Regions from separate parts of the Zea mays genome. Here region 1 is linked to region 2. Evidence: chromatin contacts called from public Hi-C data. All regions are on one chromosome and are shown on one strand. The core of a region is the stretch at or near the end of the contact, and the rest is flanking DNA. Distances in the headings are between cores, read along the strand shown.

Region 1 (3,235 bases), core at 301-2,800, 290 kb after region 2:
ACCAGACAACCACTGTTCATGTCCGGTGCACGATCTCCTTCTATATCGGGCGCATCCGACCGTTGCTCCTCCGGACCCGTTGGCGCACCGGACACTGTCCGGTGCACACCAGACAGTCCGGTGTGCCCAACCGACCGTTGGAGCGAGACACACGTCGCCCGCAGATTGCGCAGCCGACCATTGGCCGCGAGCGCCGTTGGCTCACCGGACAGTCCGGTGAATTTTAGCCACGTCACCTTTTTCATTTTCCGAGACCGACGAGTTCGTCGCGGATGACTCACCGGACAGTCCGGTGATTTATAGTCGTACAACTCCGTCGATTCACGAGAGGAGCCGGTTCAACGTCGGCCAGCCTGGGGCACCGGACACTGTCCGGTGCGCCACCGGACAGTCCGGTGTGCCAGGCCGAGCTGGAGTTAGCTGTACACAACCAACTATTTCCCATTTCTTTTCTCCTTCTTTTGTCACTGTTTCTAGCACTTATACAAACACATTAGTATTCAAAAACAATGTACTAAGTCTAGAACCATACATTGTAATATGATTTGTATTTCTCTCTTTGTTTAGCACATAAGAACTTAATCAATCGTGTTGGACATTTAATCACCAAAACATTATAGAAATGGCCTAAAGACACATTTCCCTTTCAATAATGCATATACCGTATTGGTATAGGTAGGACAAAATAGTGTTTGTGCTGTACAAATGGTGAGCCGTCCATGTAATAGAGACCGGATTAGTGACCCAAAGCAGGCATAACTAGTAGACTATAACCCCTAGTCAGACGACTAATCGTGATTAGTCGGTGACTAGGACGACTAATCTCTTCCTAGTCACTCTAGTTGAGTCAGAGACCCTAATCGAGCTAGCTTTAGCGATAAGGCCGACTAATCATGACTAATCACGATTAGTCGGATGACTTTAAAATCTTGATGTAATATGATCGAACGAATGCACATTTGGTGTTTTGAAGATGAAGTGGAGAATTTTGTTGGATCTACCAAGACAAACAATAAAAAAATACATACATGCATGACTCTTCATTTTTGTTTGGTTTGTTTAGTCATCCTCTTAAACTTTAAACTTTAGTGACTAAGTTTTAGTCACTAGAAATTTTATTTGGAAGACCTATTTTAGTCACTATGGTATTTTAGAGACTAAAAATAATTAAGGAGGTGTCACCTTAGAGCATCTCCAAGAGACTAGCTAAATAAGTTGCTAAGCTAAATTTTGGCTACTCAATAGTAAAATAAATCTCCAAAAGACTAGCTATATGACTCGCAAGCTATCTAACTCTTTAAATTGGCTATCTCACTAGCTAAATTTGGCTAGCCACCAGACTAGCCAAACTAGATAGATAGTCTGTTGAACTGAGATGTTATATATATAATGTAATCTTTATAAAAACGTAAATAGATAGTCAAATAGAGAAAAAAAATGAAGAGTCTCTTGGAGATGCTCTTAATCCATACGTATTATTGAGATGTATTATTGAGATGGATTAAAGTGTAAATTAATTTAATTTATATTTAAATCCACTCAAGATTAATCAAACAATTTAATAAGTCGTCTGGATCAGTTTATCCAAAGTTTAACAAAAACACTGTTTTTAGTGTAAACTACACAGAAAAACTACACAGAGTGAAATTTCGGAAGCACGCAGACCCGGTCGGATCCACCGGCCCGCGGAACGGATCGAGGCCACCGGCATCCTCCGCTTGCGTCGCATTGCGGCGCCGAGCTCGAAACCCCTGGATCGGTTGCAGCTTTCCCACTGCCCCCGCCCGATAACGCGGCGGTAGGGTGGTGGCCTGTCGATCTCGCGGCGGGAGCCGGCTAACTACCTGCCGTTTTGTGGATTTGTGTGCGTGCTTGATTTTGGTGCGTGTGGTGGCGTGGAGTCGCCGGCGGGGGGGGGGGGGGAGCTAGGGTTTTGGTTTGGGCTTTCGGGATGACGCGCCGGGTGCGGCGGCGGACGTGCAGGGAACGGGAGGGTAGGGTGGTGCGGGGCGCGTGGTGTGTTGTTTCGGCGAGGCCGGAAGGCGAGGACGATGCGGCAGCGGTGGAGGTGGACTGGAGGGCGCTGCCGGACGACACGGTGCTGCAGCTTTTCGCGCGGCTGAACTACCGCGACCGCGCCAGCATGGCCTCAGCGTGCCGGGCTTGGCGAGCGCTGGGCTCGTCATCCTGCCTGTGGAGCACGCTCGACCTCCGTGCACACCGCTACGACCGGGAGGTGGCGTCATCGCTTGCCTCGCGGTGCGGGAGCCTTCGTCGGTTACGCCTGCGCGGCCACGAGGCAGCAGAGGCCGTCCCGGCCCTCTGCGCGCATGGTCTCCGCGAGGTGGTGGCCGATGGCTGCCGCGGCCTCACGGATGCCACGCTCGCTGTCCTCGCCGCGCGGCATGAGGACCTCCAGAGCCTCCAGATCGGGCCCGATCCTCTCGAGCGCATATCCAGTGACGCCCTCCGCCACGTCGCTCTTTGTTGCTCCCAACTCCGCCGCCTGCGCCTCTCGGGTCTCCGTGAAGCTGACGCGGATGCCGTCGGAGCGCTCGCCCGCTGCTGCCCCCTCCTCGAGGACGTGGCTTTCCTCGATTGCGGCACCGTGGATGAGACCGCTCTTGCTGGTATCCACTCTCTCCGCTTCCTCTCTGTAGCAGGATGCCGGAACCTGAAATGGGCTACTGCATCCACCTCCTGGACTCAGCTTTCCTCCCTTATTGCCCTTGACGTCTCCCGCACGGATGTTTCACCAAGTGCTGTTTCACGGCTCATTTCCCATGCCAAAACCCTCAAGCTTATATGCACGCTGAACTGTATTTCTGTTGAGGAGGAACAGCTTCATAATCCTGCTGTTTTTAGTAACTCTAAGGGCAAGGTCGTGCTAACGATTAACAGTGACATCTTTAGATCTTTTGAGACCATGTTTCCAATTGTGGATGCTAAAGAGCACGGGGTTTTCCATCAGTGTAACTGGAGTCACAAAGACAAGATAGCTGGTGATATAACAACATGGCTCGAGTGGATCCTGTCACAGTCACTTCTCCGAATTGCAGAGTCCAACCCACAAGGCATGGATGGTTTTTGGCTGCAGAAGGGCACCACACTGCTGCTTAGACTATTGAAGAGTTTGCAGGAGGATGTGCAGGAGCGGGCAGCCACTGCACTTGCTACGTTTGTAGTTATGGATGACGAGACTGCAAATGTGGATCCTGCAAGGTCGGAGGCGGTG
Region 2 (3,552 bases), core at 459-2,958:
GAATACAAAAGATAAATAGGCACTATGCCTTGCCTTCTAACAAACATAGATGGAAAAGCTCCTCAAATCGAGGCACGATGGTTTTCTCGTTGTGGTGACCATTAGCTTACGGCACTTCCTGCGTGCACTGCGTGTCCCTGGCATGGGTCAGGTGGGTATACCGGTGGTCCCACATGACAGCCCATAACCTGATATGGCACCTCGCTCCAATCTAGATGGATAATTTATGAGTATGTTTCGACTATTGTATCATTAATTAAAAAAAATAGAAGAGAGATCATTTAACATACAAACTAGAGCACTTCATGTACCATAGGGTTGTATTGTAAATAAGGAACATTTGGTAAGGAACAACCATGAACAGAATGAAAACAAACATTTGAACGTAAATCTTGGTGCCTACAAGCTACAACTACGAAAAGGACATAAAAATGGCAGTGCCACATAATTTCTGCAGCTGAGGAAAGTAAAAATACAAAACGTAGGATAGCAAGCTTCACTTTCCAGTCGTACAATCAGCAATGAGGGCTAACTACAACATGGCTAGTGAGCATATTTGATGTTCATACACAAAACTGACAATATAGCAAGGAATACAGAGATGACTAATAGAATATACCTTGTTGATCAGGCCATCGTCAATCACTGAACCACTTATGCTCTTGAACAGCTCGAATAGAGCCTCAACCTCACTAACACTGACTACATAAGCAAAAGAAAAGCACGTACTCAGCAAGATATAGAGAGGGCAATTTAGAAATTACCGAAAACGCAAGGATCATGCAGCATGCATCCAGTGCTCCTACAGATATCTAAGATATCCTAGTAAACGACACCGATATCTAGACGAAACATCTGGCATCTCCGTTCTCCAATTCCATTCCAACCACGGCAATCATTGAAAACTAAATAAGAAAAAAAAAACTCGAACTCACGCGAGTAGCTCGTACGCGTAGGGCAAGAGATGGGATCGGCGAACTCACAGGAGGTCTGGGAGGCGAGGTCCACGGGGTCCTCGTAGCCAGGATGCTGCCGCTTGGCCGTGGAATGGAAGCATCCCATCGCCGCCGCGGGGCGTTTCGAAGAGCCGGCCCAACCACTCAAACCAACCAATCTGCTAGCACCGCCGCCCGCGCTCCCGCCTAAAAATGGCCCCGTTCGCAGCTGTCTTCGCCGCTGAGGAGGCGAGGGAGTGAGGGACTGAGGGGCACGAGGGCGGCGAGGGCGAGTGGATCTGGGCCGTCGAGGTGGGGTCAGACGACGGAGACTTGAGGATTTCGGCTGCAGCCTGGGTTTCTTCTGGCGAACGAGGCCGCCGTCCGGGAGGGCGGGGAAAAAAAAGGAGGCGACGCGACGCGACGCGGCGGCGATTGGTTGGTCGAAGCGGGGTGCGGAACTGCGGAACGGACCAGGAGCCGGGGGCGTCGCGCACTGGTTGCGTCCACCACGCGTCGGAGCGAGGGCGAACCAGGCCAGGCCGAGACGAGGCGGGGAGCTCAGCCCCCTGGCCCCGGGAGGCAGGGGCGGCCGCCCTTCCCCTGATCGGCCTTGGGGCCGGGTCAGTCTCTGCCACGCCGGCGCATGTGCGCGTCCCCTTCGACGCTTCTTCTACTGGAAAAGGGCCAAGGCGTGCGGCGAAAAAGGGAGATGAGACGAAACCGCACGACGGCACAAGCGATTCGGCACGCGACAGCGCACCGTGCGGCTATTCCCAGCCACGCTCGACATGCCCAGAATATAACGGCACTACGGGAGGTGGTGGCGTACGCACCAACCTGGAAGATTACAGTCGCGGAGCCAACTGCCGCAGCCGGCGGGCGGCGACGGCGACGGCGCCTCAGATTCTGGTCGATTATTCTGATTAGCTCCAGTCTCCGGAGACGGAGTTCGCGAGACCATGCGTTGTTTATAGAACATTCTGAATTATAACATGTTTTGATTTAAATGTCTAAACTATCTTCCGCATCTTATCCATTCTTTTATAGCCTGTTTGGTTTGGTTTGAGGAATAAGCTAATCCATCATCTTCTCCTTTTTTTTTGTTTGGTTTGTGGAATGTAAGAGCATCTCCAACAATGCCTCAAACTAATGCCTCAAATCGAAATATAGGACTCTACACAGAAAAAATCACTCCAACAGTACCTCAATTAAACAAATTTTGTCAAAAAACTATAGGGCACCCTCTCAAGTGCCTCAAATATACTACATCATAGTGGGCTGCCCTATAATCTAGATTTGAGGCTTTACTGTTGGAGCAGAGTGTTTTGTTGGTGCCCTAAATTCTATAAAATTTACTTATTTTTAAATTATAAGGCATTTTTATAGGTCACGTTGTTGGAGATGCTCTAATGAGTTGATCTATCATCACTTCATTCCTTATAGTTAGTTAGTTAATACTAATATGAGGAATGAGGTTATCCCACCAAATTTGAGGAATGAACCCATGATGTCCACCGCATTTTGGATTGAGTGATTCCTCAAACCAAACACCTCTTACTATATTTAAATTTCACTCTACGGATAATGCAGATAATGTAAAAACAATTTTCTAGATAAATTATAGATAGACTGCTGGACACGGTTTAATTAACTAATTGTTAGCTTCCAGTTCTTTCGACACGAGGTCACCCCGTTTTCATCCGCCAAAACGGAAATGCAAGAGTTTTGAGCTTCAGCAGAGGAGCAAAAAAATCATCTATGAAACGTTATAGTAACGGAGTGGAAACGAGTCGAGCTAAATTAAACTTAGCTTGGTCAAGTAACGAGCTTAACGAGTCGAGTGACTGGACTCATTTCTCCGGTGAGCTTAAAAAGTAGACTTAGCTCGGCTCACAGCTAGCTCGTGAGTCTGACCAAAAGCCTTAACTCGTAATATAAATTATAATATAGAATCTTAAAACTAATTTAAGTAACCTATTTTAAATTTGTAAAATAAATATGTTACTAATATAATTTAGAAAATAGATTAAATTTATACAGTAATTTCTAATAACACAATCTAATTATATATTTGGTACTCATATATTTGGTACTGATATTATATGATATTTAGGATTTTATATAACAAATTGTTGTTAGATCGAGCCACAAGCTGGCTCGCTCTTTTCCCGAGCTACAAAATAGGCTCAGCTTAGGCTCGTTCTTAGTGTCGAGCTGCTCTGAGCCGAGATGACTCGTCGAGCTCGAGCTTTTTTTCTAGGCCTAGTTGTAGTAATATATTGTTAGAGTTTAGTTAAAGGAAACATGCTATTCACCTTTTATTAGTGATACTATTAGCTGAGTCTACATAATAGTTAGGGCATGTATAACTCATTTAAATGACCCTTATCTTAGAGGTATCAAGTGGGCAAGTGTAAAAAAAGAAACACAAGAGACGTATTTTGGTGAAAAAACGTCTCTATCACGGTTCTCTAAATCTAGATACGGTTCCACCCATATAACCCACATAAATGAGTCATATCTTAAGGGTTTCTAGTGAATAAGATACAAGACTTAGATATGCTAGGTTGTGTGGAGGAGTTCATTAGATGTATCTAGTGTTTGAAGAACTGTA

The links. Hi-C and Micro-C count contacts between places; a contact is called where the count stands out from the background.
Region 1: a Hi-C map of leaf shows a contact between it and region 2, with 5 times the contacts expected there. The contact joins the promoter of LOC103638919 here to the promoter of LOC100284952 in region 2. A contact is called at or near these places in 3 of 25 Hi-C or Micro-C datasets (ear, leaf and tassel).

What each region holds. Positions count from the first base shown.
Region 1 is chr9:119,897,537-119,900,771 of Zm-B73-REFERENCE-NAM-5.0, forward strand. It overlaps LOC103638919 (protein ARABIDILLO 1), which reads left to right and starts at 1,551. Exons shown (of 13, transcript XR_004852737.1): 1 at 1,551-3,235.
Region 2 is chr9:119,603,235-119,606,786 of Zm-B73-REFERENCE-NAM-5.0, forward strand. It overlaps LOC100284952 (calcineurin B-like protein 9), which reads right to left and starts at 1,709. Exons shown (of 8, transcript NM_001157847.2): 1 at 984-1,709; 2 at 620-702. The coding sequence starts at 1,062.